Linked DNA regions of Rattus norvegicus: regions 2 and 3 are each linked to region 1. A link is a contact called in public Hi-C data. All regions are on one chromosome and are shown on one strand. The core of a region is the stretch at or near the end of the contact, and the rest is flanking DNA. Distances in the headings are between cores, read along the strand shown.

The links. Hi-C and Micro-C count contacts between places; a contact is called where the count stands out from the background.
Region 2: a Hi-C map of the A7r5 cell line shows a contact between it and region 1, with 4 times the contacts expected there. The contact joins two enhancer-like sites. A contact is called at or near these places in 7 of 12 Hi-C or Micro-C datasets (the A7r5 cell line, the Rat2 cell line, hepatocytes and 4 more).
Region 3: a contact with region 1 is called in a Hi-C map of the A7r5 cell line, with 2.5 times the contacts expected there. The contact joins two enhancer-like sites. A contact is called at or near these places in 2 of 12 Hi-C or Micro-C datasets (the A7r5 cell line and the Rat2 cell line).

Annotation. Positions count from the first base shown.
Region 1 is chr7:36,303,572-36,307,396 of GRCr8, reverse strand. No RefSeq gene overlaps it. Among named protein-coding and RNA genes, the nearest start is that of Cs-ps1, 180 kb to the left of the region's middle. Within about 2 kb of position 2,541, at least 3 of the 93 cell types and tissues checked have an H3K27ac peak or open chromatin away from gene starts, as enhancers often do. A contact at or near this core is called in the A7r5 cell line, where this site is marked.
Region 2 is chr7:36,169,378-36,173,449 of GRCr8, reverse strand. No RefSeq gene overlaps it. Among named protein-coding and RNA genes, the nearest start is that of Dusp6, 190 kb to the right of the region's middle. Within about 2 kb of position 2,524, at least 23 of the 93 cell types and tissues checked have an H3K27ac peak or open chromatin away from gene starts, as enhancers often do. A contact at or near this core is called in the A7r5 cell line, where this site is marked.
Region 3 is chr7:36,118,805-36,123,222 of GRCr8, reverse strand. No RefSeq gene overlaps it. Among named protein-coding and RNA genes, the nearest start is that of Dusp6, 140 kb to the right of the region's middle. Within about 2 kb of position 1,627, at least 19 of the 93 cell types and tissues checked have an H3K27ac peak or open chromatin away from gene starts, as enhancers often do. A contact at or near this core is called in the A7r5 cell line, where this site is marked.

The DNA.
Region 1 (3,825 bases), core at 1,292-3,791:
GCCTTCTCTTGACCTTTCAGCTCTCCCTGCCATCTGCTTTCATTCTTGTTTAGTAGTAAGGCAGGTGGCTAAGAAGCCCAGCAGTCCAGGATGGTGTCAATGGCCTGGGGTCATTCATAATTAATAGTGTGGCCCGCCACCTTCAGCCTTTTCCTAAAGGATCTCAGATGGTGTTCCAACTGTAGTAAGAAACCAAAAATTCAGCCTCATGGAACAGCTTATCACTTGCCCTTGGCATCTTCTGAGACTAATGAAGCAACCAACCTTTAAACAACAATGGGCTGACCAGGCAGTGGTGGTGCATGCCTTTAATCCAAGCCCTTGGAAGGCAAAGGCAGGTGGATAGTTGAGTGGACAGTTTACAGAATAAGTTTCAGAACAGCTACACAGAGAAAACAACAAAACAACACACACACACACACACACACACACACACACACACACACAGAGAAAGGCTGACAAAAAGTAGGAAAGAAGATAAAGTGATCTTGTTCCTTCGGTTCTTTAAAGAATCAATTGAACAACAATAACAACAGCAACGGCAAAATCCCATGGCAAATGTCTACTCCAAATGAAGAACAACTCAGAGGACAAAAATAAGAGAAATCTATTACTCTATACAAAGGGTCTCCAGACACCTGTGAGAATTGCTTTCTTATGATGTGCTATTGATTGGTGGCTCAGGGAAAAGGAATGCTTAGGGACATAGAGATTTGTAATCTTATTTTCTTCTGGGAATAGAAAGCACAGAAGGAGAGGAAGCCACCAGAGAGACGAGAATGGGAAGATTGGAGCTAGAAAACACCATAGTGGCTTCATTAATTTCAGGTGTCTTATGGAAAGAGATGGTCACATAAAGTCTTTATCAAGAAGACAATGTTAGGGATGGTTATGGAAAAGGTACTGTCTGCGAGGCAAGTCCCCTCTAGATTGTATTCTGTAGGAATTTAAGGTGCAAATGCTAGTACACATTCCCTCAGCTCTAATCCACACAAACACACACAGACACACACCATTTTAACAGAGGATCAATATCACCTTATAATCACTCTAAGCCAAAGGGCAGATGGGATGTAATTCTGTCATGGTCTATGAATATGTAAACTCCTATCAGTTGGCCTTGTTCATCATTGACATTGCAAATGCTGGATTTTAATTGCAGATTTAAAGCATTTTACATTATCAGTCAGTATTCCAGTTAAAGCTTATAAATAAACATAAGAACTGAAGAAAGAGGTAAGTGAATGTGGGGTAAGGAATCAAATGTAAGTATTCACCACAGGAGAGGCGTTTTGTCATTCCTCATAAAGCAGCAAGCAAATGCTCTCCGAGAGCCTAAGAAACGAGTAGATAAAGTTGTGCCTCGTTTAATTACTGAGAGCTATGCAAAATGATTGCTTCTCATGGCCTAAGCAGCGAAAGTGAAGGCAGGACAAATTATCAAATCCCCAGGCATGGGTTAATGATACTTGCCAACACAGAGCACTTAGATTAACTGATGAGGCCATTCATTCTCTGCTCTGCGAAACCAAAACAGAGCCAACAACCTCAGTCACCATCCAGGCTGTGTTCTGTTCTGTTCTGTTCATAAGAGTTAAGCAGCCTCACCTGAGCCTTGCCTCTCTCTCTCTCTCTCCCCCCTCCCCTCCCTGTTGTCCCCTGTGCTGGCTGGTTTTATGTCAACTAGACACAAGCTGGAGTCATTTGAAAGGAAGAAACCTCAGTGGAGGACTGGGATAAATTATAGTCTAGGATTTACCTTACCCCTGAGGATTCTTGTACAGACTACATTAAATAATATAAGGTCTTCCAGCTGTGAGCTATCTGGGCAAGCTGTTTTTATCACATCACTTGCAGATGAATAGGAACCATGAAGAAAAAGATGGTTCTCAAGCAAGGGAAAGGTTTCCAGCAAAGGTAACACCAGGGACATGTTTCTTATCGTAGCTGGGGGTGAGGTCCAGGTATCACCAATATCTATCGGAGAGAACGCCAAGAATATTCTTAAGCATTCTACAAATGTACAAAGTTGCCGTTATCAGCCCCAGAAGTTAATAAAGACATGATGAGAAACCCTTCTTTTACAACACACTGAAAATGCCACTAGCTCAGAAGTGAAAACCACTTCAACAATCACCATGACTTCCCTGTAGTTTTGAAAGCCGCACAGAGACAGCAAACCACATCCATTTTACTTGCGCTAGACCACCGGTTCTCAACCTCTCCATCGAGACCCCCTTGGGATTAAATGGCGGTCTCACTGGAGTTGCCCAAGACCATCGGAAAACACAGTTTACCTTACCATTCATTAGAGTAGCAAATCGAAGTTACAAAGTAGCACTGAAAATCATTTTATGGTTGGGGGGATCACCACAACATGAGGAACTGTATAAAAGGGCCGTAGCATTAGGAAGGTGAGAACCACTGGGGTCACATCAGCTAGAGCTCTCACAACCTAGACCTCGAGCACACAGGTAACTGCGCCTGAAGAGTATTGTGCTGGCCTGTTCAATTCTGCAACTAGCCCACTAGGGGGCAGAGAAACACTATCAGTCTTTCAGCATTTGCCTACTAGCCTTGGAGAATTTAGTAATGGAAACCTTAACAACATGTTAAATGGTTACTGGCCCTTAAAACATTTAAAGCTTCTCTGAATAGTGTTATTAAGAACACGTATGCTTTTGCAGTTCAGAAGACCTATTTCCAGGGTGTACTGAAATTCCTATCATGTCTGAACTGGGAAAGACGGCGGTGATTAAGTTTGACACTATGTTAAGTGGAGAGAGATTTAGTAGCCGTTAATGGCATTGTGACTATGAGGACATTACATTATTTAACTTTAATAAGGTCTTATGACTGTGCTGGTAAATGCTTTCCTTCATAAGGATTTGATTCCACTGTGAGATAATTTGTAGCAAATATGTTCATGGGATTATATCTACCATGAACCTATCAGAACTGAGTATGCACAGAAACTTTACAATGAGCTCTAAATTGGAAAAAAAATAGCATAATTTTAATATTGAAGCAAACACAACCCAAGTGTCAGTTCTCATTTTCCCGACCATACAAACCACAGTCGAATGGACCTGACAAACGTGTTATATCACCAGCCTTTGATAATGTAAGGCATACTTAAATAGATCTCTATTCTGCTCCACAATAAAGGTGCGGAAGAGACGCTAGAAGGAAGTTTGGTGAGAAAAGATGAAAGGACGATTAAAGACATGCCCAATGATTTTCTCTTCCGATTTAAAACTGTGGAGATGAACATTATATAAGAGACCTCTAAGATGGTTCCCCCCGCCTGTGATTATAACTACTGAGCATGAAATTTCTGTCCAAAAACCACTTCAACTTCCCTTAACCTACACACACACACACGTATGAACAGATGAAAACTGTGCAAGCGTTTTGACGTGGATCTGATCAACGCTGTCAACTCCAGTAAGAAGTCCGTGGCTCAGGAAGGTCGAAGCGTCATATCAGAAGATGTAGGCTTTGAGAGACTGGAGAGAGGCCAATTACGCAAGTCTGTGGAGGTAACAATGCTCTCTATCAGATCACTGTCTTCAAGCTCTGGGAAAACTATATTTTATGTCCTGTATCTCATCTAAGGAAGAGCTGTAAACATTGTAATCTTTACAAGTGGACAGAATAGCAGTTACAGCAGTTCTTGGCATGTATTAGCCTATTAAACATTACTCATAATTATCACATAATTTTAAAGATAAGCCAATCCAAAAATTCTTTTGTTTTATAGTAGATGTGATTTTTTTCTTTCTAAAGTATTAAAACACAGTATTTCTCAAAGAAAGAAAGACA
Region 2 (4,072 bases), core at 1,275-3,774, 130 kb after region 1:
ACACATACATGTATATATGTACATTATGTTTATATATATGTATGCATGTATGTATGTACAGCTCTTGAAGTTAAAAAGATATCAGAAATGTAAAATGTACTAGGGATGAAACAACCCATATGAAGTTTAAAAGTCAAGAAAAACAGAGCAGGATGCTAACATGAAACCAACGGAAGTATCAGATAAGAAAAGAAAACAACAAAATCATCTACTGACATTTCTAAGAACTGAGCTGCACTTACTCACCGACTTCTCCACAGCATGAGTAACCAAAATCCACACCAAAGGCAAGATCATGAGCTTCGCAAATGCAAAGAGGGAAAAGATTTTAATCCTTCCAGATCATAAAGAAAAGCATACACATGAAACCATGAGTCAAATAGCAATATAATAATAATAATAGTAATAATAATAATTGGATTTTCAGTGACAATTTTAGTGGCTACAGAATAAATACCTTTAAAAGTCTAAGAAATACTGACTGTCAGTTTTGAACTTCACTCAGATTGTCTACAAGACTTCAAATAAGGCCAGAGAGAAATGTCTGAGTGGGTCAAGGCACTGCTCTGCAAGTCTGGTGACCTGTGTTCCATCCCCAGAATTCATGAAGCCAGATGTGCTTAGGTGTGTCTATAAACCCATCATTTCTACAGGAAGACAGGAGGCATATATGGGAATCTTTCAAAAAGTAAAAGTTTCTAAAATCAAAGGGCAGACAGACTCTGCTACAAACAAGGTAGAAGGAGAAACTAACTCCTCACAATTGGCATCTGACCTCCACAGCTGGGTACATGCATGTGTGTGCAGAAACGCAGAGTAAATTAATAGGATGTATTATTTTTTTAAAAAAAAGAGGAAAAGAAAAACATTTCAAACACAGAAGACCAAAAAAAAAAAAAAAAAAAAAGTTGTATCACCCACAGTCCCTTCCTCTGTAGCGATGGAGAGAGTAAACCAAGAAAGAGGAAGAAGTTTACAGGAACCTGAAGAGACCATCTCCAATATGGCAGAGACTTAAGGGGATTTCCATGATGCCATGGTAGAGACTCCGAGCTCACAGAAGCTTGGGCTTCACTTTGGCAGCAGAAAGCACACGGATGCTTTCCCGGGGATCCATAATGATCTTACAGAGGTCACACAATGTTCCCGAACACACCGGAAGAAGATTCATCATTTTGGCAAAAAGCTTGGGGTTACAGGATCAAATGGAATCAGATAATAAGTGAAGCTTCCTGCCCCTGGGAACTTTTACATAGAGGGCTAATTTGAATTTAAATGTTAAAGAGACTAATTATATGTGGAACCTTTACTTTTTATACACCCGTACAACTGGAAACACACTTCACAAAAACTTTTCTGGGAAAAGAAGGCAGGAAACCAACCCCCCCACCAAAAAAATTTTTTTTCAGGTCAAGAAATAGTTTCAGGATAATAAAATTATCAGTCACGAAATGAAAACTGCTAAATGTTCAAAAAGAACAGCCAGTCCAGCTGGAGCAAAAAGGCACCCAAGAGATGAAAAGAGAAATTAAAGTTGACACTTTGTAATTGAAAACATTTTAGAAGGATGACAATGTAAATTAAAGAAATTAGAAACCTTAAGAAATGTCAAAAAAAATTTAAAGCTAAAATGAGCATACCATTCATTCTACAAGTACTGTCCTTATGGTATGAAAATATAAACACGATTTGTTGACACGTTCTCTCAACCAAACACAAATTTATAATTGTTTCTACTTATAACACTGATGGTAAAAATTACATAATGAGGTTTAGTGACCAGAATGGCATTGATAAATTAGGCAAAGGAACAATCAATTTACGAAGAAATAATAGTAACCATTAAAAGTCTGTTTTAATGGCCAACAGTAAGAATAACCATCTTGGACATGGTAGTTTCTTATATTTCTATAATCCAACTGCCCTCAAGACCAAGCTTCCAAAGAGTCAGCACTGAACTAAAACAATAGTGAACACTCAACACCTACTCCTTTAATTAATAGTACATAAAATTGGTTTACGTTATTTTAAACAAAATTATAGATGACTCACTCCATGTAGTGACAATACTGGGGTCAGAAGCATTAGCATAATGCCCCACACCAAATACATTACATTAATAAATGCTTGCTTGAGAATAAGTTCCCAGACAGCTTAAATGCAGAACCAGTAATATGACCAATCCCCTACTGTGTGCAAGTGACCAATCCCCTACTGTGTGCAAATTAATTCCCTACTTACACTCATGGCAATAAGAAAACACAGGAGCTTGGCCCCTTTAGGAAGGGACTTTAAACCTAACTGGTGAAAGACACATTAATGAGATAGATTACTGGGCTCCGAGACACATTCTAAGTAAGATGCTAACAGAATAAAACTGGCAATTAGTGAACGTTACACATTGTGTTCGGTTCGTTCTGCTTGAAAATCAAACAGAAAAGCACTGGAGAAGTCCAGCTTGAAGTCCTCATTGTGACATTTCCTGAAAGGAATGTAAATCATTTATTTAACAGCGCCCAGCTTGTTTGTTTTGTCGGTTTGCCCACTCTCTAGTTCTTGGGAAATAATGATCGCAGCACCTCCAATGGCCAGCAGTGTTCCCTGGGTTCAATGGGAGCAAGTGTGAGCTGAGGTTTAAACACAACACGGCAGCAGAGGCTGGTGTTTTAGCCTTTTAAATAATACTTTAACTGCCATAACGTTTTAAACCAAGGAGCTCTATGCTAGCCAGTGCTGGGTGCATTGACTTGCATTTCCAACCTGACTCAGATTTCTGTTGATCTCAAAAGGATGATTTTTCCTACAGCCAGGGTACCGGCAAGACTACAAGGTGATTACTAAGACCTCTCATTCGCAAATCTTGTGCTAATCAGAATCTGTTTCACAATGTCTAAAGAGACCCAAACAATACGAAAATAAAAAAGACTGGTAAGTACGCCATACAAATCGCATCACAGTGGTTCTCATTCAAGTCTTCTGATTACAGCATTGACTCGGTTAATCAGCTTTGGGATGAGTGCTTTTGTTGAAATTAAAATCACGAAATTATTTCTACTAATAACATCCATTCTACCCCAGTTCAGCATAGTGTCATGAGATTTTGTTTGAAGGGAATTTCTGGGCAATCCAACTCCACTGGGAGACTTGTTCTGAGAAATCCCTTCCAGATCAACAAGATGATGAGTCTCTGAGAAAGGCTGCAGTGTACAATGAAAATACGGAACCATTCTCTCTCGTCCTAAGGTTTTGGTATTATCGAACACTCTTCACACCAGCAGAATCTGCCTAGGGTGCAGTATGGTTTTTCTTTTCCCACTCGGTTTTGCACAACACCTGCAAATTAATCAGGATGTTTTGGGGTGTACCCGCACTTCTCTGTCAACATTTCAGCTTTGGGCAGATGCCAGCCTGTACGAGATTTTCATCTTGAGGCTGCTTCCTTTCTTGCAACACTGGTTGGACTGTTGCCAAAATCATCAAGCTACTGAGGGAACATCCCCTTTTACTTACTCCCATCCGTTTCTGGATCCGAAAGTCATCCCTGAGTGTTATGACTAAAGATAGGCCTTTTTCCTCTCTCATTATTACTAACTCAACTACAGCAATCCTCACCAATCTCTTTAGTTCCCTCTTTTTAACATGCTAACACCTCAGTCCTGAGTTCATGTCTAGGGTTTCTGTTTTGGTTTTTTTGTTCATTTGTTTGTTTTGTTTTTCTATTAAAGAAGAAACAAACGATTTAGGGCTATGATAATATTTATCATGCTAAGAATACTCAGGTCTTTGTTTCTACACAGAAATAATAATGCCATTTCTACCCCTAACCACTATGGCAGTGTGTGAATGTGTGTGTGTGTGTGTGTGTGTGGGTGTGTGTGTGTGTGTATGTGTGTGTGTGTGTATGCGTGCGCGCGTGCACACACACACATGCATGTGCGTTTGCATGTGTCTATGCATGGAGGCTAGAGAGGACAGTGTGATTTTGCTACTCTTATGAATCATAATGTAAATATCTGACATGCAGGATATCTGATATGTGACCCTGGGAAAGGGTCATTAGACTCCAAAACAG
Region 3 (4,418 bases), core at 378-2,877, 180 kb after region 1:
GGAAGTTTAGAGGTCTGGTGGGGTGGGTGGGGTGGGGACATCTTTGTGGAAATGGGGGTGGGATGGGAGCATGGAACTGTCAGGGATTGGACCAGGAGGGGAATAAAATCTGGAGTGTAAAAATAAATAGATAAATCAAAAAAATTTTTAAAAAAGATCTGGCTGGAAACATTTTAAAAAGAATGAGGCTAGACAAGAAAGAAGTTTGACAGCACCTGGGTCTCTGTGTCCAGTGGCCCTGTGTAGAGGAATTTTAATCCAACAGCACAGCTGCTCTGGCAGAGGATCAGGGATCACATCCAAAGACCTTCTAGTCTGTGTGATCCAGGAGGAATGACATACCTTTAATCCCTTTGGCTGGAATATGGACACATCATTAATCCCAAACAATTAAGGTAAAGTTTGTGGAAGGAAGTAGCCACGTTTGAAAGTAACATCAGTAATTGAGGGGGCAGACAAAGTAATGAATCAGAGAAAGATCTGACAAAATGAGTCAGAAATAGGATACTCCCAACTCATTAGAACAGACAGGAAGGAGAGGCTACTTAATAGAGGAGTGCAGAGAGAGCGAGAGCGAGAGGGAGGGAGGGAAAGAGAAAGAGAGAGAGAGAGTCTAAATTGAAGGTCTTCATCAAATCCCTCCCTCAGAACTCAGGGGATCCTATTGTAAGAGGCAGAAAGTGTGTGAGAGTCGGAGGAGATAGAGGACACCAGGAGAACAAGGCCCTGGGAATCAACCAATCAGGGTGCATATGAACAGAATGAAGCAGCACAGAGCCTACATGGGTCTATACCAGGTCCTCTGTGTATAAACTGTAGCCATTAGCTTTGTGTTTTTATGGGACTCCTGACTATAAGAATGAGTGGGTCTCTGGCTCTTGTGCCTGTGCTCAGAACTCTTTTCCTCCTGTTGGGCTGCCATGTTCAACTTTGATATGAAAGTTTTGCTTTGTCTTAGTATATTTTATTTTGTCGTGTTCGGTGGTTATCTCTTAGAAGCCTGTTCTTTTCTAATGAGAGACAGGAAGTAGATCTGGACAGAAGGAAAGGTGGGGTGGAACTGGGAGGAGTAGAGGGAGGAGAAACTGTAATCAGGGTATATTGTATGAAAAAGAGTCTTTTTTCAATAACAATAATGAATACATAAAGTTTAGTTGGGAGAGAATCTGAACCACTGTCCAACTGAAACTGGGCTTAACACATTTCTACAATTTCTGAGATTTGGGTCCGGGTACCATCCGGAAGTCACCAGCATTAAGGACCTGTGGGCCAAGCTCCATGCGATAACATGCTTTAGTTTTCTAACTCCTGAATCCAGATGAGGTCACCATGGTGACCTCACTCTGACGTTCCGGATGAAAGGAAGCATGGTTACGGGTGAGTCAATGCAGGGGCGAGTCTCCCTCCTCTAAAGTTGTTTCCAGGCAGAGAGAAGACTAAGAGGAGGGTAAGATTCTAAAAGCCAGCTCACTGTACAAACCAGTAAGCAATGTGTTACTTCTCTGGAAGATCTGCCTGGAGGCCCGAAAGGTGACTCCACAAACAGCTCCGCCACTCCCACCGGCGCTCATATTTTCTTGCAGCAATAACAGCCACTCCCAGCTCTGGTTTGGGTCCAACACACAGTGCTAGCTGTCTTTAATACCAGCCTTCTGCAGTGAGCTCACATCCTCCCTCTCTCTTCCTCACACTCTGACTCACGGCGCTCAAAAGCTTTAAGATGTAAGAACTTGTTGGATCAGCTAGACTGGAATTGCCAACCACCGATGGGCCGGCCTTCTGTGAAAGCGAATCTCACTTTCATTGTTTGCTCTAAGGCTCTGGGGTTACTTAACTTGATCATTAAAAAGGCCCCAGTCCCAACTCATTTTTCCACCACCAAAAACAAAAGAGTTCTATGTCTTTAAAAGGTAAAGAAAACATGCCCTGAGTAAGTCAGGTTTACACTGGCATTTGATCATCTCAGGAAAGACATCATCCGTGGACATTTCAAACTGAGTGGCCAGGTTGTGGCTTCTTAACAGGTACTGTTTTTTTAATATAGATTTCCCCCCCCCCCCTTGGCTATGATTCACATGGTTTGAAAGAATCCTAACACAGAGAGGTAAGAGAGAAGTTGAGCTGGGTGGAATTCCATGGTATTCCTTTCCTACCGTATAACTGCCATTGCTGGTTTGTGCTGTTTGGCTTTATATTATATTGGTTTGTTTGAGATGGAGTTTTTCAACATAGCCTGGCTTGGCTCAGTGTTTGCTATGGAGCTCAAGCTATCCTCAAGAAAAGGCAGTCTCCCTGCTTCAATCTTTCCGTTTCTGAGACTGTAAGCATATACTGCTCGCTAGATAGCCTGCTTATTTTAAATTAATCAACAAATACTTGTGGGGTTTGTAAATAATAAAGGGCTTTGCCAGTAGAGAACCAAAAACCTACAATTAAAAAAAAATAATGAAGCAAACATTCAGGAGGTAAATGCCCACATTAGAAAACCATTTGCCACATCCCACAGCTTTCAGAATTTCTCTTGTGTACCTATCTTTCTTATCTTTTTTTCAAAAACATATTAATCTAAGGTATCAGGATAAATAAGTATATGCTATCGGAGGTTTGTATTTAAAATCAGGTTGGCATTTCATTATCTTAAGTCTCCCAGTCGACAGGTTAATTAATCAAGCAATTTTTAACCAAGACTAAGGTCAAGCTTATTTTGTTCCTGGCCCAGTAACACATACTTTGAAAGCCTTGACACTTAACAGGGCACTTTTCATTTTACATGTTGTTTATTAGTTTCCCCCCAAGACATGAAAATGTGATAACTCTTCATGAGTTGTTCAAGGAAGCATAGAAAAATAACTTGGGGGAGGGGAGGTAGGGAGCAAGAGAATCATAAGTTTAAGGCCAATTTGGGTTATATTGAAAGTTATGGGGAAACCTGGGCTATATAAGAAGACCTTGTCCAAAAAAATAAAGAAAGGAGAGATAGAAAAGAAGGAGGAGGAGGAGGAGGAGGAGGAAGAAGAGGGATTCTCTCAAGGATAAAATACGGGCCCCCAGATTATTTGAATTTACAGTAATCATGGGTCTATAAAACAAGATGTAATCAAATAAATTAAACATAGGTATATTTTACAGCACTGTCAACCTCGCTGGCCTAAACACTCTGGTTGGTTTTAAGTAGCCTTTTCTAGAAAGTAATTCGCTGTGACAATATTAGCTTTCAGTTACATTCAATGATCACTCAAGTTTCTCAGCCCCTTAACTCAACCTTTCAGACAATTGGTTCTCCATAAACAACCCCAGCACTTGATCACCACAATAAAACAATAAACAAGGAAACATAATCATATGGCTAGCTCTGTTAGTACTTTGGTAAGCTCTTGGAAAAATTATACCCACAAAATAAAATTGAAAATGTTCTGGCAACTGTCAGTCCAGGAGAGACCCAGAAGAACTCGCGGCTCTGAGGTTCTCCTCAATCCCCTACATGATCAGTGACGGGAAGGCGGGCCTCGCATTCTGACACAAGAAATGGCAGGTTGAGTTCTTCAGTCATGCTTAGGCCTCATTTTCAAATTCTCTACCATAGCCCTTCCTCAGATGGCTCATTTATGTCAGTTTTCCTTGGAAAGACACTTCAATCAATTCAAATATAATCAGAGTTATTAATATACTAATATAAGGCAGCCCAATGAAAGGGGTAGGAAGTTAGGCCTAGAGCTTTCTGAGCTGAGAACTTACACAGTCAGTGTTTTACTGTTTTGTCTTTCAAAAATTGGGGTTGGGGATTTAGCTCAGTGGTAGAGCGCTTGCCTAGGAAGCGCAAGGCCCTGGGTTCGGTTCCCAGCTCCGAAAAAAAAAAAAAGAACCAAAAAAAAAAATTATTTGGGATGGATGTTTATGAAAATATCTCTGGGAACCACCCCAACTGTCAGAACACAGGGTGTAAATGACCAGGTCTTATTGCTGTGAACAGACACCATGACCAACATAAGTTGTAAAAAGGACAACATTTAATTGGGGCTGGCTTACAGGTTCTGAGGTTCAGTCCATTATCATCAAGGTGGGAACATGGCAGCATCCAGGCAGGCATGGTGCAGGAGGAGCTGAGAGTTCTACATCTTCATCTGAAGGAAGTCAGGAACAGACTGAGCATCCCCAGGCAGCTAGGAGGAGGGTCTCCAAGCCCACCCCCACAGTGACACACTTCCTCCAAGGCCACACCTTCTAATAGTGCCACTCCCTAGGCCAAGCATATGCAAACTGTCGCAGGTAGGAAGTTAGACCCAGAGCCTTCTGAGCCCAGAAGTTACCCAGCCAGCGTTTTACTGCTTTATCTTTCAAAAATGGTTTGGGATGGATGTTTATGAAAAGATCTCTGGGGACCACCCCAACTGTCAGATCGCAGGGTGTAAATGATCGTG